Regions from separate parts of the Mus musculus genome. Here regions 1, 2, 3, 4 and 6 are each linked to region 5. The links are chromatin contacts, called in public HiCAR-type and promoter capture Hi-C maps. All regions are on one chromosome and are shown on one strand. The core of a region is the stretch at or near the end of the contact, and the rest is flanking DNA. Distances in the headings are between cores, read along the strand shown. Region 1 holds the start of Magi3 (membrane associated guanylate kinase, WW and PDZ domain containing 3). Region 2 holds the start of Rsbn1 (rosbin, round spermatid basic protein 1). Region 3 holds the start of Hipk1 (homeodomain interacting protein kinase 1). Region 4 holds the start of Dclre1b (DNA cross-link repair 1B). Region 5 holds the start of Atp1a1 (ATPase, Na+/K+ transporting, alpha 1 polypeptide). Region 6 holds the start of Wars2 (tryptophanyl tRNA synthetase 2 (mitochondrial)).

Region 1 (3,650 bases), core at 574-3,073, 2.6 Mb after region 5:
GAGGGAGATCGAGGGAGGGAGGAGGAAGAAGTGGGGGGAGGGAAGAGGAGGAGAGGGAGAGAGAACGTGTTAAAATTTCTAGAAATTTCTAGCATTTTGTAGTGAACGGGGAAGACCAAAATCTAGCCCAAGTCAGTTTGGCAGCCCCATATGTTCAGATGTACCGTATCTACGTTCAGCAGAAACAATTTGATTTCTAGTAACAATGATTAATCACGATGCCCATGTCTACAACCACCTCAGAAGCCAGAACCATATTTTACCAATACCGAAAGGTCCAACAGTGTTTTCTCTTACAAATTCGTAAGAAAACTTACTACATACTACCAGACCAGACTGCGCAGTCTGATCAATGCTTTCCAGCTAGGGAGTATGCCATAAGCGTAACATGCTTTGCAGCACATTTTACGAGCATCAAAGACACCAGGGCACCAAGGGGTTCTTTTTTTTACCCTGCGCTTCAACAAATACTGTAGATTTGAAAGCTTTACAAAGGCATTTGCTCGGCTGGGCACCTGGGTCCTCCTTCCAAATCCAGACGACACAACAGCTCCACTGCCTCATACCACACACTGTACCTCACTGGGACTCAGACACCTGAGCCACCTAGACCCACAGAGTGGGACTGTCAGCTCCCAGACGTCTGCGGTCGTGCACGACGCACTGGGCCAGCTGAGCCCTCCCAGGAGCTTTCAGTGGTAACCTCGGCCCTCGATCCGGCGCCGAGTCTCCATAGTAAAGCCCTTTCTCCCCGTTAGAAGACGCAAATACGTTCCAAAGAAAAGATTATCATCATAGGACTGTTTCCACAAAGGGGAGAAGAAAAGAGATGGCTCTTCTCTAGGCAAATAAAAATAAAAATAAAAACTCTTGATGCGGTGGGAGACCGAGCTGGATTAGGAAAGCCAGCTCCTAGTGCCAATTCCCTGACAGCCTACACAGCTGTCGGTTCACCCGAGCTCAGTTTTACTAGCCGCAAAATGGGAAACCCCGGCGCCGCCCCCTCCCCCCTCCTCCCCGGGGAGTCGGACCAGGACCCGGGTCCCCAAGGCGACCACACACCTGGCTTCACCGTCTTCAGACGGATGGGCTCGCGGAAGTGGCGGATGACAGCCAGAGTGTCCCGGTTGGTGAGCCCACTGACCGGCGTCCCGTTCACCTCCAACAGCACATCGCCCGGACTGGGCGCCTTGCCCGAGACCACGCAGCAGGTGCCTCCGCCGCCGCCAGCCTCGTCGCGGAGCCGCCCCAGGTAAGGGAACTCGCCGCGCTCGGCGCCGCCGCGGATCTCGGCGCCCAAGTCGCCCGGGGGCCCGGCCCAGGATACCGCACACTCCTGCACCTTGCTGAGCCAGTGCTTCTTCTTCTTCAACGTCTTCGACATCCCGACCTCCGCTGCACCATGGGGAGCCCCCGCGCGGGCGGCCGCGGTGCCGCTCCGGGCCCCGCGCACAGCCCGGCCAGAGGGGCGCCGCCGTCGACCCCCCGCCTCAGCCCGCCGGCCGCGCGCCGCCGCGAGCCGCCCCTCTCGCGGGCCGCTGAGGAGAGCCGGAGGGAGCGCGCGCCCCGCGGGCGGCGCCGGCGGGGTCTCCGGGCGGGGTCAGCGCCGACGGCCGGGACTCGGCGCCCGCGCGGCGGGAAAGGCTGAGGCAAAGGGGCGGGAGCTGAGGGAGCGGCTGGAACCGAGGCTCGTATCGGTACGCGCGCACCGAGCTTAGTCGCTCGCTGGAGCGCGGCTGCTGCGGAGCCGGAGCGCCGAGACCAACGCCTGCCCCAGCTGCCAGGAAACTGGCGCTTTCAAACCCGCCGCAACCTCCTCCCCGCTCGGCCCCTCCCCCGCCCTCGCCGGCCCGGCCCCGCCCCCTCCCGCAGCGCAGCGCCCGGCGCGTTGCCGTCACCAGCTCTGCTCCGGAGGACCCGCCCAGTTCTCGGCTCCGCACCGTGGATTGGGTTCTGGCAGCTGGGGGCGGCCCTCGGCGGGCATGCTGATTTCTGATTGGGTGGTCTAAGTAGAGGAGGCGGGCACTAGAATGACTGAAGTTTAGAGAGGGAGGAAAAAAGAAGTTTAGAGTGTGAGGGAGGGAGAAGGGGGAGGGAAAAGAGAGGGTTGGTCTGGGAGCGGGCACAGGTCGCCTAGAGGGGAGAGGCCCTCCAGCCAGGGGCTGGAGCCAAGGGAAACTCAAACACTGAAAGGACCCTGGTCCCCAAGGTGGGGCGTGCCCAGCTGGGCAGGGGGCGGGGCCTCGGAGCTGGAGCCCGAAGGCGATCCTGGGAGTGCTTTGCCTGGATCCTGGGAGTCCAGTGCCCAGCTACTCCGAACGGTGGAGCCACTAAATGGGCCTGTTAAGGCTGAAACGGATTCTACGGGTTTGAATTTGTTAATTCGTTCAATGAATGTTCTTAAATGATCCATTGGCGAAATCCTGTTAATTGAGGGTAAAATACAGTCCAGTGCTCGAATGCTGTGTGATCTCGGGCAAGTTAGACAGCCTGTCGGAAACAAGCTGAGAGTGAAGATCATTAATTACACTAGCTACTGAACTCCAAGAATGAAGAAAACAGTGATCCTGCTCTCGAGGAGACTGCAGCTTAGCGAGAGAGACTGACTAGAAGATCATTTGAGGAAAGCGGGAAGGAGATGGATTAAAAAACAACCTGGTGCCTGCGGAGCTAAGTCCTGACACTGGTGGCTTGACCTTGACCAGATCTCTGCTTCGCGTCTGCTTGTTTGTAAGAAGGTGGAAGAAGTGACTCAGAACAAGGGAGACCTCAGATCTCTCCCAGCTCTAATTTTTCAGAAACACTTAAGCTTTTTTTCTTCCTTCATTGAACGCGTGCTTTCTCGTCTTTGGAATGCCCTCTGTTCGTAAATGTTTCACCTCATCCAAATAGTCGTCCAGTATTTCTTGGAAAGTGTTTTCTCTGAACTGGGGCACTTGTCTCACTTTTGTGACAGGGCATGTCTTCTGACTCCCTTTAATGATAGCCCTTATTTTAAACTCCGAGGAGCTCTACAAACTAGATCAAGCTTCAGACAGCTACAGTGATTTCCTTCACACCATTGAACTGGGGAAATAAAAACACTAAATGTGGGCTGGACTCAAGAAACAATAAGGGAAGTGGAGCCCTGGAGCTGCAGGCTTGGGACCTGCCAGGCAGAGACAGGACCTTTATCTACACCCTGATGGAGAGATTGCCAGACTGTAACCTTCAGTCCTTGATTGTCTGCTGAGCAGTCACCCAAGAGAGAAACTACATTTCTTTAATACCACCCTCCATCCTGCTGAGGCTCCCTCTGGCCAAGTGGATTGGAAGCCAGATGGCCTTCACACTTATGATGGGGGTAGAGAAAGCCCAGCGTCTGGAACCCAATGGAGTAAATACTTTTCACAGGCATCATGTGGATCATTCAAATAGACCAACATCTGAAATTTAAAAAAAAATTTAACTTGTTTTATGGACAACTAGTTAATACTAATAAATTCCTGAATGAATACTCGATTGCCTTCACATCTTCTATTTTTGCTGAGACTGAAACACAATGCTCTGCCTAAACTGTATCTGTTTAGAATGGCTCTGGCAACAAGGAACAAAACATCTGACAAATAATAGCTTAGAGCACACTGTCATTTATTACATCTTTAACATAA
Region 2 (3,268 bases), core at 232-2,731, 2.3 Mb after region 5:
CCATCTGAGTTGTCTCTCCGACCCTTCAACTAAATTTATACACTGCCTTAATATTAAAAATAACTTTAAAAAATAGATTTTGCTATGCAGCCCTAGGCTGGCCTCAAACTATTGATCCTTCTCCAAGCTGCAGACCGCTGCTATTGCAAGCGTGCTCCATCACGACTGACTAAAGGTTTTAGTTAGAAAACAAAGCACTCCTTCCTTTGTGCTTGCAGTACTGCTTGTGAAAATGACTAAATGTCTAAACGGAGTGTATCTCCTCAATTTCCCCAATTGTTGCGTAAAAGAAGGAAAGATGATGTACAAATAACGGCAGTGATCACTTCTGTATTGCTATGAGGTGTCCAACTGTATGTATGTTTACCCAGTTATTCACTTACCAATTCAAGAAAAAAAAATCAACAGCGGTTACTTTTTGTTAGCACTTTAACTTTCTTTTTTGATAGTGTGTTCTTCATAGAAAAGGCCCTATAGATAAACGTGTCCACATAAAACGAATTTATGTTCACAACCATTTAAAGGTACTGGTGATTTGAAAATGTATTTCTATATGACTATGGATTCTTCTAAGTAAATTATATTTCAAATCTAGTTTTATACAGTAAATAATTTAATGGCTCTTTATTATTGTAAAGGGTTGGCTTTACTTTCCCTATCAGTTTAATATTTTTACTTATGAAAATACAGCCTAGCAACAGTATTATTTGCGCTTTAATACTTTTTGTTGGGAAACCCAAATGCTAGGGCAAATTGACCTGTATTGTTACTTGTTTATTGTAGTACAATGTATACCCAGTAGGTGTTCAAGAACTTCTCTATTTTAAACGATAACTTTTATTACAGAAGTTCACTCAGCCTAAGTTACTTCTCTGGGAACTAGTGGTGTTAAACCACAGTGTCTTTTATATGCCTAGTACATCATTGTAGTCGGTTATTTCCAAATAGCTTTCTCAAGGACTTAAATGCAATTCTAGGTAAAAAGCTAAAGTAATGAAACTCAAAACGGATTTCTGAGTAAACACCATCTCCTGGCGAACAGTGTCAGGTTGACAGCGCTTTTCACATTTGCAAATTTATATGTATGGGTTGAAAAAAAATTAAAAATTTCTATCGAGACATTTTTTTTTGTTGTTAACTATAGCTGTATGTTCAACAAAAATGCTGGATTCTACCTTTCCAAGAATTGGAGGGAAAAGTGACTCTGGCAAGGCGGAGCTGCGCTCAGGGAACGCCTAAGGCAACATTTGCACCTGCCTTGAGCCTGCAGCGGTCGCCACAGCAGTGCTATAGGAAATGCTTCAAAAAAATTTTTTTTTTCTTTTCTGAATAGCAGCTTTACAATGTTCTACAGCGAAACCGTCGTTTTACATATTCCGAAATTCTTTTCCTCCTGGTTTGTCAAGGGTAAACTGGAGATTCTTTTACCTCACAAAGGCTATGGGGAGAAATACGAAATTGAAAAGTCACTATGGAGACCACCTCCGGGCAAGATGAAGGAGGAACACTGGAAGTGGAGCGCCTGAACACACGGCGAGACTCTGAAAGCTATTAACATTGTTTGGGCGGTTAGGGCGGTTGGCGGCAACTCGCCGGAGGGCGGCAGTTGCGTGGCACCCCGAAGCGTGCCTAGGCGCACGCTCCCCTCCGCTCCTCCACTCAGAGAGCAAAGTGGGGGCGGAGGGGGAGGGGGAAGAACGCGAAGGGCGGTGGAACTACAACTCCCGCAAGGCCTTGCGCGTCCAGGGTGCTTTACAATAGAAGCTCGGTTGGCGAGGTCTGCGGAGAGGTGTCGGAACTGCCGTTTCCGGCATGTTCAGGTCTACGAGAACGACCGATCAGTGGAGGGTGGGGGAGAGACTCCAATGCCCAGCGGGCCATGCGCGGGCAGCGCTTGCGCGAACCGCGGACGGGGGGGCGGTCGGGCCATTTAAATGTGTGTTTGTGGGTGAAATGGCTGCGCAGGTCGGAGCGGTTCGCGTAGTACGGGCGGTGGCGGCGCAGGAGGAGCCGGACAAAGAAGGGAAGGAGAAACCCCATGTTGGGGTTTCGCCGCGGGGAGTGAAGCGGCAGCGCCGGGCGAGCAGCGGGGGTTCTCAGGAGAAGCGGGGGCGGCCGAGCCAGGACCCCCCTCTCGCTCCCCCTCATCGGCGGCGTCGTAGCCGCCAACATCCCGGGCCGCTGCCTCCAACGAATGCCGCCCCAACCGTCCCGGGCCCTGTTGAACCTCTGCTCCTGCCGCCTCCGCCGCCACCGTCGCTGGCACCCGCCGGGCCCACTGTCGCTGCCCCGCTCCCGGCCCCGGGCACCTCGGCCCTCTTCACCTTCTCGCCTCTGACGGTGAGCGCGGCCGGGCCCAAGCATAAGGGCCACAAGGAGCGGCACAAGCACCATCACCACCGCGGCTCCGATGGTGACCCCGGCGCCTGCGTTCCGGGCGATCTCAAGCACAAGGACAAGCAGGAAAACGGCGAAAGGAGCGGAGGGGTGCCTCTGATCAAGGCCCCCAAGAGAGGTGAGAGCAGGCGAACCGCTGGGGCTCGGGCTGTAGGTCTCAGTGCCCATATCCCGCCCCTTTAGGACTGAAAGACGCCGCTCTACTCCCCTGAGCCCACTGGAGTGGACTCGGGATTGCAGGCGGTTGCCACAGTTTGACCTACTTGAGGCTTCTCTCTGAGGCCGAGCTGTCAGTTTCCATCCCTGTTTGCAGTTCCCCCGGAGCCTTTGCAACATTTATTTTCAAATTCGGCAGGGTTTCCGCGCCGCGCAGTGCTTGGCATCGGATTAGTAGGTGGGGTACTAAAACCTCCCTTTCTGAAGTAAAGGCTTGTCACTGAAAGTCCCTTCTTGTTCTCTTGCTTGGAAATCTTTAGTTTTTCTCATTCCTGGCACCAGCATATTTACAGGTTTGACTCTGGGCTCTGAGTTTGAATTCTTAAAGAGGTTACACAACTACTGGTTGCCTTAGCTTCGGCGAGGTTAAAAAAATCATTTACGGTGTTTATTTTTCAGCTAGACGTAGTAAAAATAGTTTTTTAAAAAAAAATATTAGCCCTTTTAATTGTTAGTATGGTTTAGGATTGGTTCGAGGAAGGTTTTATCACCCTCTGAGTCTAGGAAGTATACCAACCGTATCTCTGAAGGGAAGGAAGCGTGCAGTAGGATGCAGATGCAGATGTAGATTCTAGTTTCATTTCATTTTGCCAGAGCACTGTTTGAGAATCTCTGCAATTCCAGCAGTCTTTAAAGGTTTTTCACATAGAAAAAG
Region 3 (3,620 bases), core at 1,064-3,563, 2.2 Mb after region 5:
GAACAGTTGACAGATCAGGCTGCTCAGGCTTACAAAGTTATTCAAATTACAAAAGAACCAATTAAAATACAAAGCTAACACGCTGCACAAGTTCCGAGTGTAAGTTCACAGGCAGGTCTGGCTCACTGATCGCTACCAACAAAGCATTGCTAGTTCTGTGCTTATAAAAACAAAAACAAAAAAGGAATGAATTCTGTTTTCCAGAGAAATGTCAACTCTGATTTTTTTTCCTTTCAGGAGGAAGATCTGGTTTGATTTTAAATCTCATTACTGATCAACTTGCTCTAAAATCTGTAAACTACAATGTCCAGAGATCAACTGTTCAGGACGCTATCAAAAAAACGACCTGCCAACCAGCGCCAACATTTTTGTCAGCTGCTTTACCGGTTTGGCAGCCTCTAGCTTCAATCTCAAAAACTTTACCGAAATATTCTTCAAACCAAGAAGAGTATCTTTTTTCGTTTGTTCGGTTGGTTGGTTTGGTTTTTTGAGACAGGGTTTCTCTGTGTAGCCCTGGCTGTTCTGGAACTCACTCTGTAGACCCAGGCTGGCCTTGAACTCACAGAGATGCTCCTGCCTCTGCCTCTGGAGTGCTGGCATTAAAGGTGTGTGCTGCCAAGGAGAGTATCTAAAAGACTCCATCACATTGCAACACTGAGTCCTGAGAAAATTGCATGCAAAGTCTTAAAATAACCAGTTGAATAACAGTGATGAGGTAAAATGAGTCGTTAGGTTTTTAAATGTTTTACAGGAAGCTTTAGGCTTTTAACTGAGCAACCCCCACCCCCAAAAAAAATTGGCAATGGTTTGCATTCTCTATCATCTTAACCAAAAAAAAAACAAAAAAAAACAAAAAAAACAAAATCTTACAGACCATGAATCAAAAATAGCTTTACACAAACAAGAGCAAAATTGTAGGTTTTGCTGAGGCCATCCGCCACTTAATTTAACCCCACTCCGTCTACAGCAGGAAGCCATGCTGCTGTTTTCATCAGTTACTAGGAAACAAGATAAAGAGCGGACTGGGGCAACGGAGTCTACATTTGAAACTCTTGTTTGTGGCTGCACTACACTACTGAGAATTCTCAAAGTGTCACCAAAGAGACAAGAATGCGCATCTTATGAGTATCCACAACTGAGTCACTGGTTATGTAGAGAAAAGATTCACTTACTGGAGCTTGCCCCCACCCCCTCTCCGGCTTCCCGTTCCAGTACCCATTCCCAAACAGGAAAGAAAACGCGCCCAGCATAAACACACAGGCCATTGCTCACGGTTCGTCACCACAACAAACTGGAGGTTAGACCAACGCTCCTAGAGACCAAGTTTTTAGGTCTCGGTTGCCAAGCACAAAAGGGGGACGCTGCCCTACAGAGCTGTTTATAGTGTGGGTCCTACCCAAAGGCTTTTGGTTGTTTCCATCTTTTAATGTTTTGGATTTTGTTGTTCTTGGCTTTAAAGGCGACGACGGACTGCAAAAGTTTAGACCTCTAGCTTTGCCTTGCAGAGATAAACATATAGGTGGGCTGGTCCCCACACAGCGTTACCACCATCACAAATTACATACTCAAAGACTACAGAACATGAACCAAGAGAACAGAAAAGCTTCCATACCAGCCCGACCACCACGATTTACTCTAGATGCGGTTTCCCGGTCCCCAAAGGCACCAATACGCCCAAACTACAGCTACAGGGAGTGGGGTGACATGCACACGCACAAGCACAAGAACCTGCCACCGCAGTCCGCGGTTGGGGTGGAGATCTGTACGGTGGGGAGATGCCAGACGGACCCCTGTCACCTGAGGACAACACGATCTGGAGGGAAAGGCAGGAGGCAGGGGGAGCTGCCCATTTTCTCCGGCACGCAGTCGCGCCTGGCCGCTCGCGACCAGGCGCCTAGGGCCGCGCGGGGCCTGGCGAGAGAGGCACCCCAAGCAAGCCGGCTACCCAAGGGAGTCTGCGGCTCGCTCCGTCCCACCTCGGGGCGCCGACTCCCAAAGTCCACGACCCCAGCCCCTCGCCGAGCCTGACTCACCGCCGGTGTGTGTAGTTCTCAGCCTCGAGTCGGGGCCGCCGCGAGGAGGCGGCGGAGGAGAGGCGATCCGGGGCCCCGCAGCCGGGTCATCATACCCCCCGCACGAGCCGGCCCCGGCCCCGGCCCCCGCCCCCCGGAGCCGTCCCCGCGCCCGTCCTGCGGCCGGAGCCTCGCCAGCCTCCCGCCTGCCCTGCCACCCGGCCCCTTCCCGCCGCCGCCGCCTCAGCGCCGAGCGCTCCCGCCTCGGCCTCCCCTGCGGTCCGGGGCCACGGCCCGGCCCTTCGCTCCGCAGCCGCCGTTGTCACCAGACCCGACAAGTGGAGCCCCGAGCGACCGCCTCCATCCCGCCGGCCCCGCCTCGCCGGAACCATTCAGCCACCTAGCGCCATGACACCTACTGAGGCGGAAGTGCGGAGGAGCGGGAGGGCTGAGATCACTGCATCTTGCCCCGGGCCGCGGGTGTGGGTGGGCCTCCGTGGGGAGCCAGCGTGGACAGTGTGTGGGGACCGGTTTCCCAGTCCTCTCCGCACAGCAGTCTCCGAGGTCGTTTAACCGGCGTTTGGTGGCGGTCGGGTTTCTTACAGTTAGATGTCATCTCAGCTAGTGTGACATCACCCCAAACCAGTGTGATTTTCCCCCAACATCCCAATCACATCCCAGCGATTGGGCAGCGCAGGGAGACATTGACTACCTGGGGATGACTCTGAGGGTTTAGAATTCTCAGTTTTTACTTAAATTGTTTGCTGCCATGTCGATTTCAGGGCAGCATAAGGGATTTAGATGCCTCCCTGTGCTGAAGCGCTCCCACCGTAGAATCTGTTAGGAAATAAAATATCCGAACTCAGCTCCTCCATGCATGCAGTAAACAAAAATTGTCTTACCTCCACGAAGGGTAGAAAGGCGGTGGATTCCGGAAAGTGGACCTGGCATAATGTTTAAGAAAAATGACCCTGAAAACTAGGTTATCTTAGTAGACAGTTGCCAACTCAGCCTCAAGAGATTCTGTGGGACTTGATATGCCTTCCGCGCTGTAAAATGTTGGTTCTTAAAATGAGAAACATTTCTTGGAGTCGAGTATTTATAAGAGTAAGGTAGGATGGTACGTGCCTTTAAACCCAGGATTCATGCCTTTAAACCCAAGATTCTGGAAGGAGAGGCAGATGGATCTCTTGTGAGTTTGTCAACTTGATCTACATAGAGAGGCCCTACCTAAAAGAAAGAGGAGTGCCGGGCAGTGGTGGCGCACGCCTTTAATCCCAGCACTTGGGAGGCAGAGACAGGCGGGATTTCTGAGTTCGAGGCCAGCCTGGTCTACAGAGTGAGTTCCAGGACAGCCAGGGCTACACAGAGAAACCCTGTCTCTGAAAACCAAAAAAAAAAAAAAAAAAAAAAAAGAAAGAGGAGGAGATGGAAAATGTGTTCTTTCTTACAAGAACAGTCTGAACCCCTAACTGACTATCCACCACCATAGATTTTTACCTGTGTCCTGTGAGCAGAGAGCAGGTCTAGGAGAGGCCTTTCTATCAGTTATATTTTTCAGTCCTCACTCATACATCCATGATTTCTTTGGATCTTCACCTAACAAAA
Region 4 (3,344 bases), core at 489-2,988, 2.2 Mb after region 5:
CAGTAGCAGATGGAGATTGGTTACGAGTTTATGCAAAAACTGTCCTGGCACTGAACTGTACAGTCTAGTTTCTTTGTGAAAATGTCTCTTTCCCACTCTTGGAGATTTTCTGTTTGATTGATGTTTTTCTTATGAGACAGGGTTTGTCTACATAGGCTGGGTGTCCTAGAACTCACTAAGTAGACCAGGCTGGCCTTGAACTCATAGAGATCAGCCAGCCTCTGCCTTCCAAGTGCTGGGATCAAAGGCGAGCACCAACATGCCTTTCTTGTTTTCTTGCTCTTGTGATTTTATTTAACAAAGTAAAGGATGGATGGTCAAGTAGGAAATCAGTTGGAAAGGGTCCCTGTGCCTGTATGGGATAAAGCTATCTTTCTGGGTAAAGGTAGCTATAAAGTGTGAGGAATGCCTTGGGAGGCTCACCTGTGTATAGAATTGTTCCAAAGTATCCTTCAAAGAGAAACATGACAGAACCAGGGCAGTGATTGGCATCTATGAGCGTTACAGTCATGGTTTCTTGCCCAATTTCATCTAGAGGTAATACATGACTCTCGCCAACCTCCAGGGCCCGGATCCAGTGCTTAGACACCTGAGGAAAACAGTTGGTCACCCGAGTAACCATAGACTTCTCTTTCATCAAGGAAAGCTGACCGAGTTCTGAACCACTCTCATGTAAGCTGTTATAAGGATTCCCAAGAAATCTCTCCTTCCTCTTCTGTCTCCCACCCTTTGTACAGATTTAAACTCAGAATCTGAAAACAGTCTAAATAAAGATTCTCACACTTTCTCCTATCATGATAATCCCAGCCATGGGTGGGAAACAACTGTCAAAAAAAGTTCCAGTCTCACACCAGCCACTTCTACTGACACAGACAAGATGAGGAGATGTTAGACAATATGTGTTTTTATCTAGCACATTAGATGAATTATTGGGGGCGGGCAATGAGTGTTGGGGATCTAACTTAGGGTTCTTGCACACACTAAACAAGTGTTCTATCACTGAACAGTCTGGTAGATTCTTAAATGCAAATTAGGAAAGCACTGGTTTTTGAAAAGATAGGAATCATTTCCTTGACTAAAAACCTCCAGGTAGTTAACTAGAAGCCAGTCTCATTCCGGGATCAATTCCCACATTTGTAAAAATTCAGTCCTTATGTCTCCCACTCGGTAATCCCCCAAACTGTGACAGATCAGAAGTCCCCACCCAGATTCCTGGACTAGGTCTCAGCGATCAAATCCCAGCCCCAATACCTGCAGGCGACGATGCAAGAGGCAAGCAGTGATGGGAGAGCAGTAGAGGGGCCGGGCCCAAGTGCTAGACAAACCCACCGTGTGGTCACAGTGCATGTGGGTTAAGAAGAAGAGCCGCGCCGAACCGGCACGGCGCAGGCTCCAAAAGTCCACAGCAATGGGCGTTTGGGGGATTACGACCCCGTTCATGGTGGCAGAGTTGAGGTGTCACCCAGTGGGGTCTTCGCGGGAACCGCACTCCTGAGTGAGGTTTCCACGACAGCGTCCCAATGACAAGTGGACTCTGGAACAAGTCCAGAAGCCCTAAAGGAAAACCATCCCAGAAACGGAATTAGTAGACAGAGTGAGAAAAAAGAAGGTGGCCGCGCTCGGGACGATCAGGATGAAAGCGCCCAACGCGGAAGAAGTCGGGAGAGCATCACTCACAACCGCGCGCTGGAGCTCGGGCCCAGTCCCCACATTGTCAAAGCTCGCGCGGCGGCGGGGAGACAGACCCTAGTAGTTGATTTCCGATCGCCGGCCGCGGCGCTCACACAGTGAGCTGCGCGCCTGCGCCGAGGGGGAGAATGGGTGGGGGAAGGGCGTCCGGAGGTCGGTGCCCCCCCCCCCCCCCCCCCGGACCTGCGCTCGGCGCTCGGCGCGACCCGGAAAGCTGCTCCTTGTGTCTCAGGGCGACGGGGCGGGATTTCCGCAGGAAGCTGTCTGGGGTGTCCTCGGCCACTGGGACTAGATTCCCAGGGAGGAGGCTGTGCTAGGTCTTTGGCCTTTTGCTAGTGTAGAATTCGTAACTGGGCCTAGAGAGAGTTGAGATCTGCTGGGCAGAGCCAACGGCCTGTGGGTCTCCGGGCGGCTCCTGAAGGGTCGGGGCTCGCCCGAGGACCCAAGAATGTGTTCCGCCCTGGGGGGCAGGCACAGCAAAGTGACATCTCGCCGTTAGTGTTTTCACTGACTACATCTCCTTTATTCAGGCTCCCACATCGAAATTAGGAGGAGCCCACGAGTTCCCTACGGGTCTGTGGAAACTGTCCCGTGAGTGTTGGCGACGATGCCATACCTTGGCTCTGAGGACGTGGTGAAGGAACTGAAGAAGGCTCTGTGTAACCCTCATATTCAGGCTGATAGGCTGCGCTACCGGAATGTCATCCAGCGAGTTATTAGGTATCACCAACCTACCATAGAATTCTAACTCCCCCCCCCCCCCCCCGGCCCCACTTTTAATCCTCTTCAGAGCTCTGCGATCACTCTGAAAAAGTTAAAGAAGGGCAGTTTTATCTTTTGGCCTTGAGGCTGCATTTCTGGGTTGTCATCTCAGTCTTCCGTGTGGAACACCATGCCCAGTTGAGAGGTCTCCTTCATACCACAGGCTTTAGCAATTGCGGCTGACTCCTGGTTCAATGACTTAACGTAGAACAGTTCTCCCTTTTTTCTAGATTCAGACCTGTATATCTTTCTGCTTGCTTTACATTTCGACTTGGATAGTTCATCAAAGATATGACCAAAATAATACTATCATTCTTCTCCTCTTTAAACCTACTATTCTGCTTGTATTTGTGTTATGAATGTCACCAGGCACCCTACCAAGCTTGCTAGTCAACCTTGAAAACATTGTCTACTGTCAGGTGGTATGAAAAATTCAAAATATCAATTCTTGTTCTTAAAGTTGTACTGTTGTTGGCTCAGGCTGTAATTACCAAAGCCTGTTGTGGTAGTTTATTAATAAGTAGCCTTGTCTCCTCACTTTGGTTAGGATTTTTTCTATTATATATGTTTGAACGTGTAACTAATCTATAGTTGTAGCTCAAAACTGTAGGTAGGACACAAAAGTCCCATGGGGTCCTTTTTTAAAAAATCGTGATCTAGGGATCAATTCTGATTTCATTAGGATGGGATAGAATCCAGGAACTGTATTGTAAATAAACAGTCTCAGTTGATTGTAGTAGTTTGGTTCCACAACATTGGAAACAGTAATCAGTGGAATGAAATCTAAACTTTTTGTTTGTGTTGTTTTGTTTTTGTTTTTTGAGACAGGGTTTCTCTGTGTAGTCCTGGTTGTCCTGGAACTCACTCTGTAGACCAGGCTGGCCTTGAACTCA
Region 5 (3,773 bases), core at 637-3,136:
AAATTCTCAGTTGAACTGTTATTGTAGCACTTGAGTGCCTCTGTCCTAGGCCTAAAGGCATAACTCTGACTTAAACGTCCTCCTGGATTATTTATTATTATAAACACCCCAATTTCTTCTGGAGGATAACTTCAGAGTTCTGCACACAAAATGATGCTTCAGAGGCAGATGTTATGTGTAAGCTGAGAGCAACAGGTTGTTCAGCACCTGTTGCCACTAAACAACCGTTTGACCTTGAACAAGTCACTTCACCTTCCTAGGCTTTGAACTTCCTAAAAGCCGCTCAAGGTCTCCAAATGACAAAGATACTTTTCGAAGGGATAGGAGATAAAAGATGGGGCTTTAAGGAATAAATGGTTTATAGGAACGGCTTGGATGGCATGTAGGATGGTGTGACACATAGATCCGGTTTCCATCGTGGAAAGTGGAGGCCAGGAGGGAATCAGTTCTTTGCTAGGATGCTGCATACGCCGACCAGCCCACACTGGGCACTATCGGGGTCTCTATTCTCTCTTCCTGGCCCACGTCTTATAATCATCTCTTTCAAGTCTCCAAAGAATGTGCTTCCCTCTGGCTCCATCCAGTATATACCCGGGTGCCTTAGGACCTGCAGTGTCTACAGCTTGTCTGCTTGGTCAGCCCTGAAAAGGGTGGAATGGACTCTCCCACCTGTATTCTCATGACTGGTGCTTTTTCAAGCTAGGAACTGATATTTTCAGGGTTATTTTTTTAAGTTTTTAATCTGCTACTTTGAGGTCAAGAACTAACTCTTCCGAGGTGGACAGCAGTAACCGAGGTGGGAACTCAGTGTTGTTCGTGCCCGATTCCCTCATTCTCTTCGGGAACCGCTCTCGGGTGAGACAGCAGTGCAGGAAACCCGCATGGCTTTTCTAACACCATCAACTGCCCAGTCTCCAGTCCTTTGTTAGATTGACAGTACCCTGCGGCCCTGAAGGGTCAGCCTGGCCCCATTTAAGAATTGTGCTCCGACATAAAACAACACACCCCTCCCCGTCGTTAAGACGATAACACCAGTTACCAAAGGCACATCCTGTTATGGACAGTGGCCCATTTTAAAGCTCTCAAAAGTATACCTTAAAGGCTATCTTTGGGCTGTGAAGTCACACCCTTTCTGGCACCAGCTTCGCTGGGCTGGTTCGGCCTAAGGGGAAGCCAGTTTTTTTCCTTTGGGGGAGGGCGGTCGCCTCTGCGGGGAGCTGGCCGAGCCCCAGCGCCTCCAGGAGAAGGGAGTCTCGACCCGGAGGCTGCCCTCGCCGGCGCCGGGCCGCGGCGAGGACCGCCACCGCGAGGGGGCCCTGTCGGAGCTCCCCGGGGGAAGGGGAGGAGCGCTCCTTCCCCTGGGCACGGTGGGAGGAGGGAGAAAGGAAGCGCAAGGCGCGCGGTGAAGGCGACCAGAGGGCTCAGGCAGGGCAGGCGCCCGGCTCAGAGATGCCGCCCCGGGTGCTCCTCCTCCCGGGCCGCTGCCCGCGCTCAGCACCCGCCCCTCCATTGCCGAGAGCCCGGTCTCTAAGCCGCTTCCTCCCGCGCCCCCGCCCGGGGCCCGGGCTCGCCAGACACTCACCCCCTTCCCCATGGTGGCGGCGCTGCGGGCCCCGCGCCGGGTCCTGTTGCTGGAGACTAGAAAGAGAAGAGAGCAGCTCCCGGCCGGGAGAGCGGAGCCGGGGGAGCCGAGAGGCGGGAACTAGGGCTGCCGCGGGAGGAAAGAGGGAGGACGGCCGGCGCCCCGGACCGAGGCCGCCGCTGCTGCCGCCGCTGCTGCCGCCGCTGCCACGTGTCCGCCTCCTCCCGCCGAGGCTCCGCGCCCCAGACCCAGCCGCAGCTCGAGCCCGTGCCTCCTCCTCACTTCCTAAAATATGCAACCTGCGTGATGGCTCCGCCCACGCGTGCACGTCACCGTTACCGGAGCAACCTGACACCGGCTCCAGCTAGCTCCGCCTCCGCCTCTAACCCCTCCCAGCCGGGCCCAGACCGCGCTAGCGACTGCCTGCCCTGGGCTCCCGGCAGGAGGGCGCCGGTGCCCAGGACGCGGGTGTCTGGGTCTCTCAAGGGCTACGGAGCGCTCCCGCCTGCAGAACACTGGGGACTTGAGTGAGCAGCCTGCGGAGTAGGGTGCGGAAGGTCCACAGTGGGTGCGGCGCAGTCGGGGCTAGTCTACTTGCTCAGCGTAGCTTTTCTGGGGTCTCGAGGGGCCGGGGTTGGACAGCAGCTGCACGACTCCGAGGGATTCCTCTCTGCAGAATCCAGGCCGGCATCCTTCGGCGGCGGCGGATGGTGCTTTCCCTTTGATTCCTTCGTCCTGGGGTCCTCTCACTCCACCACTAGAGAAATGCTTCAGGACATATACACACGCGCGCGTGCGCGCATCACTTACATTTCCCTTCCCTTATGACCCCCAAATGACTATATAAAAAAAAAAAGTCAGTAAGAAATTCATTCACAGCACTGTATGAATGAAATCTTGCAAAAGAGGAGGGGGGATTAAACTGTTTGTTGGAGAGTTTCTCCTTTTTATGGCAGAGAAACCTAAAACCCAAAAGAACACCCATCTTTAGTAAAAGAGGTGGCTCAAGCATTTTGAAGAACAGCATCCACAGCATCCGTGGTTACCTTGAGGGTCTCATCAGACTCACTTCCAGCCAGTCGCATCCCACTCTTGGCCTGGCAGAGTTGCAGGGCGGGGCTTCTAGTTTCAGTGGCTAAGCAGGCGCTGTGATGGCTGAAACTTAACATCAGAAACAACAAAGTATTTGTTGTTGTTCTTACCAATCTCAGGAAAGCAAGCAGTCTGGGAAAGCTTAGGATTCAGAAGAGAAACTCGATTTCCATCTCTGAAAATACCTAGAAGTAAGGAAAACACTAACTTCTTAGATATAGACCTATCAACTTCAAGTGTCAATGCTTTGTAGGATGTAGAGCTTGCAAAAAATAGGTGGGGGTGGGCAGAGGGTAAGGGAAGGAGAAACACCCAAACATCTAGGCACTGTGTTATCAGTTCCTCCATAGAGCAATTCTCAGTACTTCTTAGAAACAACGGTTGCTTATACAACTGTTGCTTATAGCAGAAGGCAGCCTTTATCTCTTCCAGTGATCTACAGAACTTGATTAAATCAGTTTGGGGCTTAGAGAGAAGAGGAAACTATAAGCAAAATTTAAAATCACGATTCTGGGGAAAGACCCTTCAAATCCAGAGTACCAGTACCAGCCCTGTTAGTTCAACTGGAGGTCACAGAGTGTTAGCTAGACTTAAGAAAGTGCATTCCTGTGCATGGCAGATCACTGCCACTGTGCAGCAGGCTTTGCTTGCTGAAGACCTTACTTTAAGATGAATTGCCTATAGGCTCTGATCTAAATGGGAAAACACAACAACTAAAATACAGAAAGCACATGCTTGGGCTGTGGTCCTCCTTACTCATCCACTCACTCATCAAGATAAGTCTGATAGGTCAAGACGCTGCTTTATCTCCACAGCTGCTTCCTTGCAGCTTGGGGTGCTGACAGCCTCTCAGGAGACCCTGGGTTTCTAGTTGTGTTCAAGGATGGAGAAAGGGCAAAATAAGTATGGACGTCTAATTAAACCCTGTATTTTGCTCTTGACTTCATACAATAGTTTTTAACCTGTCCTGGAGTTCTTACATGGCTCCAAATGGAGCAGCAAAACTGTCCCCCATTTTGTGTGTGTGTGTTGTGTGGGTTGCTTTGAATTTGGAAACTTAAACTATCTTTGAACTTCATACTTTGGTGTCTGAACATAG
Region 6 (3,460 bases), core at 80-2,579, 2.5 Mb before region 5:
TAGTCAAAGTGCATTGCACCTGGAAATACATGTGCCTCAAATTTTAACAACAAAATCATATTGTTATGTTCTGCTGAGGGCGGAACCATGGCTTCTTCAGCTTTCTCCACCTCATACCTGTAATTCCTTCCCTGCTCACTTCCAGTTACTCTGGAACAATTGCATGCTTCTAAGATTTTATTGTATGACTGGAGTTTTATCTTACTTTAGATTTCAACTCCTCGGGAGTACAGGCATCTCAAATACAGCTTACTGCCTATGAATCTTTGATAATTTCCAGTATGTGTTTCTTAGACTAATATAACCAATGCAATGGGATTGTGTCAAATCTGCTCTTTATATTTTTTACTGATTTTTAATCTGAGAGTTTTCAGTTCACTGAGAGAAGTCATCATCTTTACACAAAACATCTTCCATCAAGCATCACTGGTGTCATTGTTACTGAACCTCCGCGGAGCACTGCAGCTCTAAGCATTGTCCACTCTGAACTTGGTACTTGCTTCTATATCACCTCGTCAGTATGCATAATTCATTCTCTGAACCCATGAGACCCCACACTTCCGGAAGGCAAGGTACACACATATCCATCAGTGTTTCACTCAGGGCACTAGAGTAAAGTTGCAGACCCGATGACCAGCATGTAGGTCTCAAAAAGTCATTTATGGTCCTCTAAGAGAAGCAGGCTTCATTCTTAAGAGACACGAATGGAAAGCTGCATCTGGAAGCTTGATTAAAAAACAAACAAACAAACAAAAAACTACATGACTTTTTCCTGTAAGAAATAAGTCAATGGAGGGAAAATGAAATAAACCCAGTTCAACTTCAAAACTGTGAGAGCTGACGTTTATTGGTCTAAGGTTCAGTATCAATGAACACAGGATAGCAAGTCATGTAGTTTTGTATTAGAGAGCAGGTGGTGAGACATGGCTTTGCCAGAATCATTGACTGCTTTTCTTCGGAACTGCAGGGTGAGAAATTACCTATTTTTTTCCACCTTTGGTCTCCAAGGAAATCCGAAGGTGCTAGGATTCCAGGAGCCGTGGGTCTGTTTTTAGCCTTCGTTTAGGGTGGGTGATTTCCTTTACTTCCACGTCTAAAGAGCAACAACTCATTTCTTGAGTCTCCCTCAAGGAAGCTGGCACAAAGGAGAAGATGGTCGGGAAAACACTAAAGCCTAGGGCCACCTATTCCAAGGCGCACCTGCGCTGCAAACTTAGGAAACATCGGTACTGAGCTACTTTGGCCAGCGGCAGCCCAGAGGACAGGCGCATGCGTAGTAAGCACAACTCGGCTCGCCCGCAGACGTCATTCCGGGCCGGCGGCCCCGCCCTTCTCAAGATGGCGCTGTTCTCTGTGCGGAAGGCCCGTGAGTGCTGGCGCTTCATCCGGGCACTTCACAAAGGACCCGCAGCAACTCTGGCTCCCCAGGTAACCCGAGCCGGTCTTCTGCTTTAGGTCTCCGATCCTGCGAGCGCCTTCCCGCTCCCCTTCCCTTCCGCCACTTATTTCTCCCTTCCTGCTTCCTGTAAAGAGCCCTCCACACTTTCTCTCCGAGGTCCACTAGCCTATGACTGTCCCCAACTCAGACCACAGCGACGTTGCACACATGTGACCGCAGGAGGTGCTGCTGCTGGAAAGCACACGCCGCCGGGCCGCGTGGCCAGTGTTGCCTGGCAACGCAGGAAGCCATCTCCTGAAAGAGTGTGACGTTATCAGAAACTTAGTTGCTCTGCGATCGATCGTTCTCTTGCGCACCGTTCTGTTACGTTTTTAGCCTCCTCCCCCTTACAACTTCCCGGGGTGCAGCGGAGAAATCAGAAAAGTTTTCTTAGAATTGGGTTGTTTAGGTTAGTGCAGTAGCTAGCGTGTGGAACGCGAGCAAGAATCGGTGCTCGGTGATCCTTAGGCGCCTGCATCTACCAGGCCCTGTAACCAACAGCAACAAGCTGCCGAGGTACTTCATAGTGTTGCTTGCCTGGCAGCACTGCGATTACCACGACTGAGCTGATGAGCATGATATATTATGTCGAGCCCCGCCACATTTGCATTTTATCCTCAGAGCCAAAAGGTGTTGGGGAATTTGCTTTGTTCTGACAAGCACAAAACATCCCAGAATATATCAGTTTGACATAGATGATCTCGGAAGTCTTGTCTGAGAGCGGGAAGGAAACTTGAACTTCTGTGATGAAGTAATTTTTACACATTGCATATTCATAGCCATTAATGCACAGATATGACATGAGGGTGTCATGTTGTAACTGATGTATTATTGGAAAGCTTTCTGGCCTGGTCCTAAAAGTTCCTGGCTTTTTCTAACATTTGCTAGCTGTGTTACAGAACCAGTTGTAATCCTCTGGGCAGATGGAATAGAGGGAGAATTGGAGTGATTGGCATGTTGATGTACTTCCAAGACTGGAAAGCTTATGGGTTCATGACTATGAAGGTAAAACATAGCCAGCAAGAGTAGATGAAACTAGCATGTAATATTATATTTTGAATCATCCCACAAGTTACTCATTCTCTGAACTTACTTTTTTTTTCTTTAATGTAAACTTCACAAGATTCTTTACGAATAAAAGACACAATACTAGAAATTCAGCAAACAACTATTCAAATGTTACTTTACATTTTAAGAAACAGTGTTAGTTAAGAATTGATTCCGGCTTTAATCATCAAATGTTGTTTTTCTTGAGGTTTGGGAATTTCATTTTTTGGAATCTGATAGGCATATTAATGTGTATACAACCAAGAATATCTAGGACAGATTACTGTTTTTAAACCCTTGATTTCACTTTAAATATAAAGAATTAAATGTTAAAGTTAGTTTCTGCAGTGTTATAATGCATATCAGTTAAAAATGATAGCATGAAAGATTAAGGCAAGCCCAGTCTGGTGGCAGAGGCCTGGAATCCCAGCTATTCTGGTGGCAGAGGAGGAGGGGAGGGGGTCACAAGTTTAAAACCAGCCTGGGTGATTAAGTGAAATTCTTTGTCTCAAAATAAAAAGTGAGAGGATAGCTAAGTGGCAGGATGCTTGCTCAGTACACATGATGATGCAGGTACCAAAGCACTGATGAAGTTCTCCTGAAAGACTGATGGAAAAGATTAAACACTGTGTTCAGAATATGATGGCAGCAGTGTTTGCACAGAAGTGTTTACTCATAGGAAGAAAGACTGGAAGGAAAACAACCATTTTTGATGGGCTTTGTTCATCCTAAATAGTGGATTAAAAGTAATTGAAGCGTGCTTTAAGCCTTTGTTTTTGTGTGTTTCAAATTGCAGATATATCACTTTTATAACCAGGAAAATTTAAAAGCATAAATCTTCCTACAAACCTATAGTCACTGATGCTGTTTGGGCATTTTAAGTTTCTGAAAGAGATACCTGTCCTCTATGGCCATTATTAAAGTGGCCTTGGAAAAGGACTCCTAAAAATTTATGGCCACTCTTCCTGTGTGTGT

The links. Promoter capture Hi-C pulls out the DNA fragments that hold promoters and counts their contacts. HiCAR-type assays count read pairs that join an accessible place to other places.
Region 1: a promoter capture Hi-C map of liver shows a contact between it and region 5, with 2.4 times the contacts expected there. The contact joins the promoter of Magi3 here to the promoter of Atp1a1 in region 5. A contact is called at or near these places in 2 of 39 promoter capture datasets (liver and pre-B cells) and 1 of 115 datasets of contacts at active chromatin or transcription factors (astrocytes).
Region 2: a promoter capture Hi-C map of pre-B cells shows a contact between it and region 5, with 5 times the contacts expected there. The contact joins the promoter of Rsbn1 here to the promoter of Atp1a1 in region 5. A contact is called at or near these places in 2 of 39 promoter capture datasets (liver and pre-B cells).
Region 3: a promoter capture Hi-C map of liver shows a contact between it and region 5, with 6 times the contacts expected there. The contact joins the promoter of Hipk1 here to the promoter of Atp1a1 in region 5. A contact is called at or near these places in 2 of 39 promoter capture datasets (liver and pre-B cells).
Region 4: a contact with region 5 is called in a HiCAR-type map of astrocytes, with 4 times the contacts expected there. The contact joins the promoter of Dclre1b here to the promoter of Atp1a1 in region 5. A contact is called at or near these places in 2 of 39 promoter capture datasets (liver and pre-B cells) and 1 of 115 datasets of contacts at active chromatin or transcription factors (astrocytes).
Region 6: a contact with region 5 is called in a promoter capture Hi-C map of pre-B cells. The contact joins the promoter of Wars2 here to the promoter of Atp1a1 in region 5. A contact is called at or near these places in 3 of 39 promoter capture datasets (the C10 cell line, liver and pre-B cells).

The regions. Positions count from the first base shown.
Region 1 is chr3:104,218,583-104,222,232 of GRCm38.p6, forward strand. It overlaps Magi3 (membrane associated guanylate kinase, WW and PDZ domain containing 3), which reads right to left and starts at 1,824. Exons shown (of 21, transcript NM_001159354.1): 1 at 1,063-1,824. The coding sequence starts at 1,384.
Region 2 is chr3:103,912,639-103,915,906 of GRCm38.p6, forward strand. It overlaps Rsbn1 (rosbin, round spermatid basic protein 1), which reads left to right and starts at 1,482. Exons shown (of 8, transcript NM_001356556.1): 1 at 1,482-2,515. The coding sequence starts at 1,813.
Region 3 is chr3:103,788,962-103,792,581 of GRCm38.p6, forward strand. Hipk1 (homeodomain interacting protein kinase 1) reads right to left here and starts at 2,314. Exons shown (of 16, transcript NM_010432.2): 1 at 2,034-2,314.
Region 4 is chr3:103,807,649-103,810,992 of GRCm38.p6, forward strand. It overlaps Dclre1b (DNA cross-link repair 1B), which reads right to left and starts at 1,739. Exons shown (of 4, transcript NM_133865.2): 1 at 1,252-1,739; 2 at 424-589. The coding sequence starts at 1,440. It overlaps Ap4b1 (adaptor-related protein complex AP-4, beta 1), which reads left to right and starts at 1,869. Exons shown (of 10, transcript NM_026193.2): 1 at 1,869-2,409. The coding sequence starts at 2,297. It overlaps Gm15471 (predicted gene 15471), which reads left to right. Exons shown (of 5, transcript NR_040412.1): 5 at 566-792.
Region 5 is chr3:101,602,821-101,606,593 of GRCm38.p6, forward strand. It overlaps Atp1a1 (ATPase, Na+/K+ transporting, alpha 1 polypeptide), which reads right to left and starts at 1,887. Exons shown (of 23, transcript NM_144900.2): 1 at 1,583-1,887. The coding sequence starts at 1,594.
Region 6 is chr3:99,139,761-99,143,220 of GRCm38.p6, forward strand. Wars2 (tryptophanyl tRNA synthetase 2 (mitochondrial)) reads left to right here and starts at 1,330. Exons shown (of 6, transcript NM_027462.4): 1 at 1,330-1,428. The coding sequence starts at 1,339.